2 separate regions of the Gasterosteus aculeatus genome follow, and region 2 is linked to region 1. A link is a contact called in public Hi-C data. All regions are on one chromosome and are shown on one strand. The core of a region is the stretch at or near the end of the contact, and the rest is flanking DNA. Distances in the headings are between cores, read along the strand shown. Region 1 holds the start of lpar1 (lysophosphatidic acid receptor 1). Region 2 overlaps musk (muscle, skeletal, receptor tyrosine kinase).

Region 1 (6,987 bases), core at 2,210-4,709:
CTTATTCTCTTAAATTATTTCCTTGCTCTCATGAACTTCAGGAAAATTTCTTTTGTCCACAACGGCTCACAAAACTCTTGTTACCTGCATGAATGTGGAAACAATCTGGACGTTGGCAGAAAGAATGGGTGGAATGCAGGACAGTGGATAGGGGTGGGGTCATTCCTTCGATAATCACAACACAGATGTTTCAAGGACTTCTCTTTTGACGGATGTCAGAGCTCAAGTGGGGAAACATAAAACAGTCATCTTCAGGGGAGACGATAAGTCTCTGCAGGGGGGGAGTTTTGCTTAGTTTGACCGAGAAGGTCAGATGTCAGAAGCATCAGCTTATCCCTTTTTTCAAAAAAGCTTTACAACAACTCGTCGTGAAACAACTTTCAGATGAGTGTGATTTTTCAATCCTGTCAAGTCTATCGACCGGGACTAATAGCCGGTGCTACCTCCCTGATTACTAAGGAAACCACCGAGCTCCACAACAATTCAGTAATTCATATGCAGGGTGACACGATATGATTAACCATTGAGATGTCTTTAGGAGGAGGACAGGAGATTAACCTTTCTGGTACCAAGCCAGTAGCTCTTGCAGTTTGCAAAGGCATTCATAGGGAAAGGGAAACTTTTTGGATTATTATTGGATAGCTCTGAAGGCTGTTCCAAATGTTTTTCTGTGTAATCCTTTTCCTGTTGTGTCCATTTTGATATTTGTCGTGTCCATTGATACAGTAGGTCTCCTGTTGCCCTTAAAGTGTCACTGCATCATATGCATTGTATTATATTTATACTATTAGAACATGTGTAAAACGGTCATGTTTTTAGCTTGTTTTGTTTATAGAATGGAGGCTTATGTGTCCAAACCCATCCATCTTAAAACATTGGATGCCAGATTCTCTTTTAGATTTAACTTCACAGTTTTTCATCAAATTTGTAAGAATGACTGGATTGAAATCTGTAAGCAACACAACTGGCCTCGGTTAAATAAACAAATAGGTCAGGACGCCAGGGTGCTGCAGCCCTAGTTCTAAAAGATTGTGTGATAACAAGTATTTATTATTCATCATGTTGAAGAGGAGAAGCCAAATTGTCTGACAATGCTAAAGACTCTTTAGTTGCCTTATCTGACCTTCTGACTGTAGCTGTTGGATGTGTCACAGCCTGGTTTAAAGTCAGCATACAAATTCCACAGAGGCTCTTAAAGTCAAAGTAACAATGTTAAAAAGTTCCCATATTCCAATCTGGAAAATATTGCAAAGTATTAAGTGTGCCAATGTGACTTGTTGTGAGATGTTACTCAGAGAATGTGGGTTCTATAATTAAAAACAGCTTCAAAGCTAATCAATCTACACAACTGTAAAAGGTTCTCACCCTCCTCTGAACCTTCAAAGACCCCCTGAGGTTCCTGGCGATGGGAGGCAGGTAAAAGGTCTTCTCACCATCTCTTGGGAATCCACAAATAAACACTCACAGACATACACTAACGCAAACCATTTGAGTCTTGGTTCAGCATTAATTGGGTTAGATCAAAGGGCAAGGACACCATGCAGGGAGCAAATAGCGTACTTCTTTTTTCTACATTCAATGGTCAGTTAAAAAATGGATGGTTTAGAAACATTCTTTCTTAGACGCATCTCATAAATGCAGAAATAATTTGGCTTGAAATTCAGGTAAAGGTGTTCTGAATACTTTTGCTGACTCCTTTTCCCTCCAATTCCATCAAATTGATCCTCTAAAGGACAAATGATCACTAACTGCATAGCCATAAGGTCAACAGACTGCCACGCAGGCTGAGTCATAATTTTGAACAGACCTGTAAGGAGTCGCTCAAGAAGAACAGAAATGCAATTTCACTCTTGTAAATGCTAAACTGAGTTGATAATCTTTTTAGGTACCATTCAGATGAAAGACTAAATCCACTTTTTGTAAGAGCCATGAGGTCTCCTCCTGCAAAAACAACAGGAAGTATGGCCACAGATGACAGAAATGATCATCAATGACAGATTGTTCAATCATGATTGAAATATTGATATTCGAAAGAAAAAGATGTCTTTTTGTGGTCTGTCAATGGAGGGCAATAAGCACACAGCCACATCCATTCTTAATCTCCATTCTGGTAGCAGCGTCAGATTAATATTCTTCTGCCTGAGAGTCAGACATCTGGAAGGACTGATCAGGTTTTGGTGTCAGGACCAAACCCCCATAATCAGTTTTGCAATCTTTTAACAGAGTTCACAGAGAATTTAAGTCATGCAATAAATACAAATGACGCTCTGGCACTGAGGCCAGGGGCCACAGCACAGCTTGGAGTATCGACTTCTGTCGGTAGTAGACAACATGAAGGCCTTTACTTCGGAAGATGCCAACACCCGCAAGAGATGTTCACTGGGCCTCTTCATGATGTTCAATTACCTCAATCTACAAGCTACACTTTGGCCTACACCCTAAGCATTGCCTTTTGGACTTTTATTTTCTTACCAATGGTGTTTTATTAAAAGAGAGAGGCTCAATGAAGAAAACAAAATCAATTAAATTTCAATAGCCCCCTCTTGACTGCGTGGAAAATCAACACGGCAAACAACTGTTTACTCCCAGACCCGGTACCCGCTTTGGTTTGTTTTCATCCGCGCTCTCCCTCCCACAAATTTTGTTCAAATCGCAGAGTTTGATGAAAGAGCCCAGCTCTGTGCTACCAAGTAGGCTACATCTTTACAGCCCGTGCGCACAACCGAGCGTCTCCCCTGCAAGTAACGGCGCGCACGGCGCATTTTCAGGCATCTGCTAATACCATCAAAGTCTTATATCTCGATCGCTTTCTAGCCGCGTCTACGTGGCAGGTAAACTTATGATTATATAAAGATGCCCACACACCCGTGCGTGCGCTTGGAGACGCGCTTTAAGTGACCCAGAGAAAAAGGGCAAAACAAATTGTTTGTTCATTTATAAAGATTCGTTCAATGAGCATTACGCGGTGAAATACTTACTGTGGCTTTTTTTCCAATGTTGCTAGAGGTCCAACCGGAGTTTGGTTTCGTATTGCCTGAAATTCCTCCCCAACAGACCAACTCCTAGTGATACGGCGCAACTATTGTGTCAAAGTCGCAGAGGTGCAATAAAAGACTCCAAATCCCAAATGCAGCCAGATAACCCTTTCATTTTATGTCCGTGCAGAAAAAATACCTCTTCCGATGTCTTATTGCTGAGGTAGATGTCGTTTTCTCCTCGCGTTTCCCTGTTTTATTGAGTTAATGCGAGAGGAGTTTGCCTTGATGCTCTCTGTCGCGTCTCCGTGCCTCTCTGTGCTGGCACGGCTCTCTCTCTGTCTATCTCGCTCGCTCGCTCGTGCGCACGCGCGCGCGCGATTCACTTTAAGTTCCCCACATAAAAGACAGGTGAAAATAACATATTGTTCACATTTCCTCCCACTCATCTTGTAGGAAATTAATGTCCTCTCATGATGTGTGCCCTTTTTGCTTGAGGCATTGGTTTTAGCATTTATAGTGGAGAGTTGTTTTCCTCCCCCCCCCCAGTGCCTTTTTGGAAACACATGTTTTTTAGTAACTTGTTAAGAGAGAGACAGGAAGGGAGAGGAAGAGAGGGGTGGAGTGAAACCGAGGGTGGAAAAAAAGCGAGCAACCAACACTGAGGAACTCTGGTTGATATTGTATTCCTCTATTAACCCTCCACACAACATATTAGAAGTGTTTTTCTCCCGTCTACCTGTGCTGGTGTCCAAGTAAAGCTTTGGAGCTCCTCGGGTTGCTAGATGGCGTTCGGTAGGGACAGTAACGTCTGCCAACTCCACTAACATCTGCGAACACTTAGCGAGGTGTTGGTCGTAAAACCAACCACCGCGACTGGGGAATGAAATGAAGTGTTGAAGCCACCATATGTCCAACAGTAGAACATTTCTCATTTGTCTCAATTAGTAGAATATGTTACGCTGAATGTTTTTTAGGACCAATTTTACAGGTATGTTTGCCACTATGTCCTTAAGACATCACACGAAGCTGGAATGAGACGAGTAAAAAGGCCCGATTGAGCATATGTATGTGAAGGATTTATGGCTGTAAAACACAGAATGTCGATGTGATTTGGGTTGTGTTTAATCCAATGTGATGTATACCCTGTCACAAACTGACTAAAGACCTAGTTAGTATACTAACATCTGATTACATGGTTGGGTTTGCAAACATTCAAAACCATCCACCTCGTTGACTCCTGCTCCTGGCAGTGAAAAGTCATAATTCAAGTTGCCTCTAAATAGTGTCGTGGTCCACGACAAATCTCTAAAGACTTTAAACCATGATTTGTCAGCACCCTACTCGCCAAATACTACTGCTTACTCAGTAGCCATACACGTCAAACTATGACTATGATCCCATGTTCCAACATTAAAATTACAGTATCTGTTTGTTATTATCCATATATTCTTTAAAAAGTAGATTTTCAATGTAGGTTTTCTTACACTAAATATGATCAAATAGCATGGTATTACTTGTGTGGTATGTAAAATAAGTAAACTTGTCACAAAACCGACGCAAGTTAACGCAGGACAGGAACAGCAGTCACCTGGGTGATCCTGTGTTGGTCCTTGGGCACTGACCAAGCGGAGAGTTGGATTTGTGTGCCTTCAACAACATTGAAAGTTACCCTGATGGGAAATCTAAAATCCCTCAACTCTATTAAAACAAAATAACTTTGCCAGGCTTCAGCATCTGGTTCAACCCGCACAGTTATAAACAGGAACTAATTCCCATACAACATTGCGGTTCATTTCCGCCCCTTTTAAGTAAAGAGAACAACATAGTGATGTGGAGAGAAGGAAAAGGCAGAGATACTCAGTTACAAAAACGGGACAGGAACCACACAAAAAAATGTCAATGGGGAAATCTGTTTGCTTTGAATTTGTCAACAATAGTCAAGTTAATAGTTGGAAGTATTTACAAACAAACAAACAAAAGTAAAGTGGAAAGTGAGACAAAAGTTCAATTCATTCACTCATCCTGAGCTGGACGAAAGTGATGATTTGGTGGCATATCTACACATACAGCTCCTTGTTTAAGTTACAAGCAGTATGTTCACCTACTGAGGCTGTGAGACTACACCCTAAACCTACCTGAGGCATTATCTAAATACAGTTTCATCTTTCCTTCTTCTGTGTTATACACTCCTTTTGGCCTTTATAATGAAACTTTTAGACATTACTGTCCATCCCCGTGTTGATATTATCTTTGTCCCATGTACAGTAGGTCTCCTCTTGACCTTAACGTGTCACTGTTATGCACAGAGTGTTCTTTGTAGAATTCTTTGGACACGGGCAGGCTCATTGAGACTTTCGTTTTTATGTTCAGTCACTGTGCCCGTCAGAATATCTGTGCGGGAGGGTTAAAGCTATCTGCAGGGGACTTGCTTGTGGTTTGTGTCATAGTTTTTCGTCATGGTGAGGTTTAGATCATATCTATTATTGTAACTGAGCAAGAATTGGGGTCAAATACTGTGCAGTGTAGACCGATTGTGGCGACACACTGGAGCCACCTAGGGCTAGGCAAACTAAAGGACATGGCATCAGTGGTTCCAGTAGATTGCCAGTTATAACCCGCAGCATGTGGACCATCAGTAAAAGATCCTGAGTTTTTTCCTGTCTGAAACCCAATTTTATACAGGCCAACTACCACTTTTTCAATCATTCCAATTTGGCTGTGTGATTAATAACACATTTCATTTAGAGGTGTGACAAACTCTGAAAACATCTATTTTCTTTTCACCACGTAGTTCTAGTAAACCCAATCCACAAGTGTTGTTTTAAGATGGGTCACGCCCACAGGGTGGTGCTCCATCTGGTATCATTTACTGAAGTGTTTGTAGTAAACAAACCAACTTAAATGTAGGATTGGAAGAGAAGACTAAAAAGCTGCATCTATTTCTAGGTTTGCATTTTGATTACTTATCAGTTTTTTTTTTGCTATGATATATGGATTGAAAATAAGTAGTGCTAGAAGAAATACGCTTGATAAAACATTAGTATGTTAACTAATAGTTTATTGGGAAAATTACATAAAATCTGCACAGCATTTGCACACATTCTATTTGATGAGGTTGTTTGAGAGTAAGAAAGACAAACAATCATTTTACATTTGGAAATAAAATATTCAAAGTATATATCCTACCTGGGAGCTTTCTCTCCACCTCAACCTCCTCTATGGCGGTACAGAGTATTTTTAAAGATATTTTACCTCCAAAGAAGATACAATTGTTATTCATTTATATACATGCTAAAGGTTTTCGAACAAATACATATAAAATTAATGATATTTCCATCCAATGTATATTCATGTTGAGTGCTAATTAGAACGTTAGCATGCTGATATGATAAACTAAATAAATATGACGAAATCCACAATAATTTGCCAGCATTGTAAATCGCTGGGTGTGAAATGGTGTATTTGCCTGGAGCCAACTCCATTTCCTTATGACATTTTGTGCATTTAAGCAAACAAAGGATCTCTTTTGAGCCCCAACTGCACCACCACAGCCCCAGCTCTGTGTCCCAAGACAGACCTCCTTTAAGATCTTTCAGCGTTCACAATGCAAGTAATGATCAACCAAAAAGACAATCGCCACCATGTCGGAGCGGGGGGAGGATCAGACGACCGCAGATTGGAATTCAACAGGAGGTTTTGGACATGTCGGCAGAGAGAAGGGAGAGGGAGGTACTTCTGAAAAACAGAGCTCAATTTCAGCAGTGCAGCTAGAGAGGGAAAGGGGCCGAGGGGTTAGGTCGGCGAGATAGAAGAAATGGAAGAATAAAGGAGAAAGGGAAGGGGTCAGGGGGGATGGCTATATAAACAGCCCAGGGGTGGGCAGATGAATTACATCACAGAATGAACAAAACACTTAGCTGGTTGGATATGAAAAAAAAAACTCCATAAGAATGCAACTTGACAATGACGAGGAAGAAAGCAACGGACAAAATGAAATAAGGTGTTTTGG
Region 2 (6,987 bases), core at 2,749-5,248, 67 kb before region 1:
CACACACACAAGCACATCCCTTCCTCCGTGATCAAACCACTGTCCTCCCACCTGGTTGCCCCATACATAGCTTTGAGCGGGTGAGAGAAGCACCATGGTTGGTTTTCTTACCCTGTTTATTTTGATCTTTTTTCCTCCTCTCTTCTTCCCTGTCCTCCTGCTTGTGTTTCTTCAACCGGTATTTTCTGGATATTGCCATTTCCCCGTAGAGTGGAGGTAAGCAAAATGGTTGATTTTTCTATGAACGTTTTTCTTGACCATTTGTGTCATGGCTTTCTTCCAATTTCTTTCTACCGCCTCATTGCATGACCACATGTTTATGGTATTGTCACTCTGTTTTATTTGGTATTTCTCTGCTTCTTGTGACCCTCGGTTTGATACACGTCCTCCGTTGTTAAAAATACTATAAAAATGTGTCCAAAAATAGTGCATACAGTGGTGTAGAACCTTTTCAGTCAGTCAAAAATAAATTCTAATAAAAGGAAAACAAACAAGCAGATCGCCCTGATTCTAGTGGTATATGTTTTATTTCTCTCTGACAAAGCCTGCCGAAGTTATCGCGAAATAACCACCAAACCATCGATAAAAAAATATATATAAATTTCTTCAAGCAGACATGGAAATTGAAGCACAGCCGGTCTAATCATGCTCATAACTAGGCATGGTTAGCCTTGTTTTCAACATCAGAGCCCTGGCTACAATAAGCCATAAACTACTTTAAAATACTCAACTTTAGTGGGTGGGGTAACAGTGAGAACATATTAAATGCATATTTGTTGACTTGACTGACCAAAAGTGCCATATTTTTATGATAATTTATGCAACATTTTTTTCATTCATTAAACAACACGAGCAGAACGCGCTGATTACGGTAATATAAGTATCATTTCGTTAAGACAAACCATGCCAAACTTCCAATACAAAACCCATCAAGCCATGGAAGCGAAAAAATCATAAATGTTGTTGTTTTGAAACTTTACATGTGAACTGTCCACAAACTGGGCTATCGCGTAAATGTGTTTTCATCCTACGGTGTAGCTCTATGGGATTCATAGGGCTGGTTTATGACATTTTTTGAGGCAAATCTCAAACTTTTTTGTGTGTAATATTGATATAACGTTTTCAAGAGTAATATATTGACTGATTGTCACACAGTATATCACTCACAGGAGTTCCACTTTATCCCAACAAAAAGAAATTGTACAAATACACAAAGTATTTCCAGAGTTATTACACTTTTTATCATGGGTGTGCCATTTATATTTATATTTATATATTTATTTATATATTATAAATATCTTTGTTGATTTTGTGCAGAAAATAAATATTATTAGAAATAAGCCGTTTAAGAGTTTGTTCTATGAATCTAATTTGCACTCATTTGACCACATAATACAATTTCTACACCGTATGAAGACTTTGCTCATCCACCCCTATCCCTCACAGTTTTTCTTTCTGATTTTGTAAAATTCCCACCTACAGAAATGAGAAATTGGTGCAGATAGCACTTTGACATACGGTGACTTATGTAAGTGTCCATTACCAAGACACTTTTCCACTTCCAGTACTCACACTTAAAGGAATAGCAAGTAGTCGTGAAAAATCATTTGGGTAACACTACAATACTCAATAGAAATGAACTAACTGCGCCATAGTTCAGAGAATCTTTCACCTAATGCTTTTCCCCCAAGTTTGTTTTTTTTCTTCCATTCCAGTCCATGCATGGTCACGTGACTTTTACCCAGATGTGGTTTAGATACATTGATTTTGTCCAGTTTTGTAGACTTGTTGACAGAACACATGCAGCAACCGTCTTCTGCGTGGGTCTTCAATCTGAAAATGTCTTCTTCCCCGCAGACTCTACAAGGGCGTCACAGGCTACTGCAGTGCGTACCGCGGAGACGAGTGCCGCACCGTCCTGCAGGACGACCTCCTAGTCTTCTTTAACTCCTCCCTCTCAGACCCCGAGGACATGCAGGAGTACCTGGTCCAGAGCTGGTGGACGGAGCTGGAGGGCCTCAGCACGTTGTGCAGCCCGGCGGCGCGCGCGTTGCTCTGCCACGCCTCCTTCCCCGACTGCAACCCCTCGGGGTCAGGACCGGCTCCCAAACCCGTCTGCCGGTAATGAATTGGTCTCCTTCTGTCCGTTTGTACAACAATCAATGGATCACTGAATGAACGAAGTTGATACTTCCTCTATTTGTTTTGGCTCCTTCAACTCAACAGAGAACACTGCCTGGCAGTGAAGGAGCTGTACTGCTACAAGGAGTGGTTGGTGCTCGAGGGCAGCAGTTCTGTTCAATCTGGCTTCTTCAGCTCGGCTTCCACCTCACTCCTCCCCAATTGTCAGGCCCTACCGAGCCTTCACGCAGATTCTGACGCCTGCACACATGTCCCTTTTGTAGGTAAGCCTTACTGAGACAGCTTTGAGTTCCCCCACTCAAAGCAAATAATCCTAAAAATGAAGAACTCTCTACTCTACTGAGGAGCACGTTGGAAAAGGAGTTACAAATAAGAGTAAATAATAAATTAAAATAAATAAAAAAATTGAACTAAATTGATTTGCCACAAGCTGCTAGTGTTGTGTGATAATTAATTACCAAACCACTTGAGCAAAAACACTCTTGCAAAAGAAACGTTGCGTCAAAAGAGTGTTGCGTCAAAGAAAAGCAGGAGTTGGCCGGCTGCAGTTAACCAAAGTAAAGCCTGGCATACTAAACTACAGGTCGCTGATACTTATGAGGTCATTAATAGGGTCTGACCCAGCCCAGCCAAAATACACAAATCCAGCGTTGTGTGTGCGATGCCAGGTGAGGTGTAATAGTGGGTATGTTTGCGCTGTAATATAATTGGAACTGTACTGAAAATGACTTTCAAATTGCGGGACAGCTGTACTTCTACTCAAAATTATTTGTTTTTCTTATTTGCTCTTTTCTGCATTTCAGACATCAAGAAAGATCAAATCACAAGTAAGTGGAGAAGCATTTAAAGTGGATCCCAAACCTCAATCAAACTCATGCAGTCATTAGGTAGTGTTAATTCTGAAGAAATTCTGTTTGGTGTCAACAGCAGCGTGCTTCAGTGAAAAGGGCCGTTTCTACCAAGGCACCGCCAATGTGACCAGGTCCGGGGTGCCATGTCAGTCATGGAGCCAACAGGTATGTGGCTTATGGATGTGGATATGTGTGCATGTGTGAACCTCAAATTCTGATGAGGTCTTAAACCTGCACTCTCCGCACTGACCACCAGGTGTCTATTGTGTCTTGGACATATGTCTGTAAAAAAATAAATCTACTTCCCACCTGATTTATTCCCTCAGTAACCATTGTAAAATGGGTTTATGGTTTATATTGCTAGTTCCAAGTCTGGTTTAATACAGCAGATGGTAATTTAGTAAATTATTGTCCGTTCAAATAGTCCGTTCATAAGGCTGAGTATACGAAGTATAGGGCGGGTTTACTATGATTGCCAGGTTGCTTTCACTGTCAAAGCGTATATGCGTATAAAGGAAAATGTACAACGATTTTTTTTGTATAAACATAACTGAGTTGTCTCCTGTGCAGACGTCACTGTATTTTGAAAAGATTACATTGATGTAAGAATCAGAAACTGACACGTGTTGCTTATTTTTGTAGGAAAAGTCAACTTTTTGTCACGTCACATATGATTGGTTGCATAAGGATGCGTTGAAATATTCTATCATCTGCTTATGGAAATGTAGTAGTGTCTCTGAGTCACATGTTTAAAGCCCAGACTCTGTGATACTCTGTGGATATTTCTGATCTCTAACCACAGACAGAAAAACATATAAAAGCACAAAACACACACAAACACACACTCCCTGTGGCCCAAAATCCTCTTAATGTTTTTACGGCTTTGCTCTGCGAGAGTCTTTGAGTGTGAGCTCCTACTAGTCTCCTGTGCAGTGTATGTGTGTGTGTGTGTGTGTGTGCACCAGGCCAGCAGAAAGAGGGGAGGGGCTCATCATGTCACATCCTGCCTCTGGAAGCAATTAGTTTTCACACGCATATGCTGCACAGACCCCATTGCTAACACACACTCACTCTAACATGGTTCACTGGCTCACAGACAGACTTAAAGGTGATACTGAAAGAAAGTTTTCCCATTAATGGGGTGGCAGATTTTAATGTATTTTCTGTCCACTGTCTCTTTTTTCTCTCCACTTCCAGTTTGCATATATTTATATATATTACTATGTAAAATGAGAGCTTGGAGCCCTAAAATGTCAGCCAAAGCAGCTCTTTAAACCAAATACTAACAGCAACTGGGAACATTTTCTATGTAACTAAGGGGAGCTTCATGGTACCAATGTGTCCACACCATTTGCTCACACGTTTTACTTTTTCAACGTATGAAAACAGAAGCAAAACTATTTTAGATACCAAAATGACATGACAACTCACAGCAACAACGCCTGGACAGCTTGTCACGATAACACAGCAAAAGTTTTTCAAGAGGTCGCTCAACAAAAAGTAGTGTGGTGAACAGAGCTCAAAGGAAAGCTGACACTTCTTAGCCCTCAACATGTTCTGAGTCAACTGGAGACAAGCCCAAGCACAAAAAAAGTTATATTTTAAATGATTATGGATACGACTTAATGGATAGGTCATGGCTGCTTGTGGAAGATAGATGGTATGGTAGGATGGTTACTGAACTGGGAATTTCCAATATCATGTGTGGTTTGGCTCATCCCTGGTACATGAAGCACAAGGGTTACGCATTTCATTTGTAAATGTGTTTGTTGGTTTTGATTGAGAGAGTTGAACTTCATATTGATATGATATAATACGATAATAATTATAATAATACGATATTTTGGTGTACATATTTGTATGTAATATTGTGGCTTATAGTGCCAAACAAAATGTTGTTTGAATTGGCCCAGTTGAAAAGATTTGGGACACTGGTCTGGATTAAAGTCAGGCTCTAACTTTATTTGAGAAAATGACATCAGCTAACAATTGGAACATGTTGTACTTCCAGGAACACACTGTTATTATTTGACACGAGGTGCCGGCCACACATAAATCAGAAGGGTGGATGGGACACATAACAAGGGACAGTTTTGATTAAGTTCCTGTATGATTACAGGATATAGCATGATTGGGGTATTGTCGGGTCCCACATTTCTGACGGACTCAGAGCAGATTGCCAAAATGCCGTACCCTGAAACTAAAGGGACTGCTCTGGAATTAATTCCACCAACTTTTGATTTGAAAAGTTTCTCTCTTACAATACACATCTCTAATTCACAGCTGAAGCTCAATGTAGCTTTTACCTGCCAAACTGGTCCATCAGAGGAAGAGCAGCTGTTACTAATACACGTTGAGTGTTGTTTTCTTCTCTAAACACTAATCAGTCAGCGGTGGCTCTTTCTAAAGTCATCATTTACCTTCTTCGCATCACAGAGCAGATGTTGTTAAGCAAATATTTTTTGTAGTGAAAGATATTCTTCACATGTGAGTCCGTTAGGAAATGAGCCAGAAGATATCATGTTTCCCCTTGAAGTAAAATCACATGGTCAGCACATACTCGACACATATGGATGATGTCACGGAGAAATAGTCATGGAGAAATACTACAGCAAAAGTTTGATTCAGTCTGACTGTGGGGAAACTCCACTGATAAATAAATGATTATACATTATATATTTGATAGATGAAAAGATAAGACATGGCACTTGAGTCCCAGTTAGGTGGATGTTCATCAACAGTGTTTACTCACTATAACGTCATACCAACAAGGTGATTTGTTCGGCTTTTTTTCCCATAACTTTTCTACACATATCCTATTTAGTATTTTGTTGTAAATGTGATACTATTTGATGACCATAGCTCTGTTTGAGTCCTATGACACTTTTGTTGACACTGTTGTTTTTAAGCAAGTTTTGGTTATCACCAGAAAAGCAACATGATTTATCATTTTTATATTCTTTTGGTTCTTCTTAAAAGCAACAGCCCTAGTAGCCTAGCGCGTTATCAATAAAGTGCCACTAGTCCTCTTCACGTGGGAGGTTGGACGGTTTGACACTGAAGAACCCCATCTCCTACAAAGAGTAAATGTTGGTACATTTTAACTATTGACACAAATGTTCCTTTATATATCAAATGTTTTAAGTGAACCAAGTACTTTTTGCACATACAAACAATTGTTTTCTTTGCCAGCCTTTAGTGCCCCAATCAGAAATGTGTATTTGGATGACAAAATGACACCTCTCGTCATATGGATTTGCCATTTCTAACATTCCTGGCACTAATAGTCAACCATGTGAGCATTTTGCTTTACTCAGTGCTTGTTGAAACGAGCCCTTTCAGCTCATAACTTCATATCTTTTGGCATAGGTTAGACCACTGGTATTTTTATGACTAAGGCGTATGGCACCCAAAGACACCAGATGTTCAGTATTTGAGTTGGTAATCTAATGTTTCAGAAACAACTATACAACCCCTAAAGTATCCTACATATTATACCTTCTGCAGACAGGAACCTTAATGTGGGACCTAATCAGGGCCATGAAAAATGTATTAAGTTATTTGTCACCAGACAGCGTCACCCCCGCCCCTGGTTTTCTACCCAGTGCAGCAAAGGCAAGGAAAGCCTCAGGAGAAACCACAGAGGACTAGTGAAAAGGCTGCGGGTTTGTTTTGTTTGCATTGCACCTGGAATCCTTTTCCATCTGGTGTTATCTGAAAGGACGCAAAGGACTCATTGTTCCCTTCATAGGTAGTTCTACAGTATGCTGCGTAGTACATATGGCTTTGTCTGAATAGAGCTACTGTCCCACTCTGTAGGTTCCCCACGAGCACCGCCTATCCGTCGACGTTATTCCAGAGTTGAAGAACTCAGCCAACTACTGTCGAAACCCTGGAGGAATCAGCGACAAGCCGTGGTGTTACACCTCCAATCCCAACATCCGCTGGGAGTACTGCGCTGTGCCCCGGTGTGGGGAGACCAGCATTGAACCAG

Evidence for each region. A called contact is a pair of places that touch in the nucleus more often than the background predicts.
Region 2: a contact with region 1 is called in a Hi-C map of skeletal muscle, with 7 times the contacts expected there. The contact joins the enhancer-like site here to the promoter of lpar1 in region 1. A contact is called at or near these places in 2 of 6 Hi-C or Micro-C datasets (skeletal muscle and tail fin).

What each region holds. Positions count from the first base shown.
Region 1 is chr14:14,331,120-14,338,106 of fGasAcu3.hap1.1, reverse strand. lpar1 (lysophosphatidic acid receptor 1) reads right to left here and starts at 3,459. Exons shown (of 4, transcript XM_078088269.1): 1 at 3,175-3,459.
Region 2 is chr14:14,398,597-14,405,583 of fGasAcu3.hap1.1, reverse strand. musk (muscle, skeletal, receptor tyrosine kinase) reads left to right here. Exons shown (of 17, transcript XM_040198219.2): 8 at 210-216; 9 at 1,858-2,121; 10 at 2,227-2,405; 11 at 2,946-2,969; 12 at 3,070-3,158; 13 at 6,813-6,987. Among protein-coding and RNA genes, the nearest start is that of musk, 11 kb to the left of the region's middle. Within about 2 kb of position 3,998, at least 4 of the 9 cell types and tissues checked have open chromatin away from gene starts, as enhancers often do.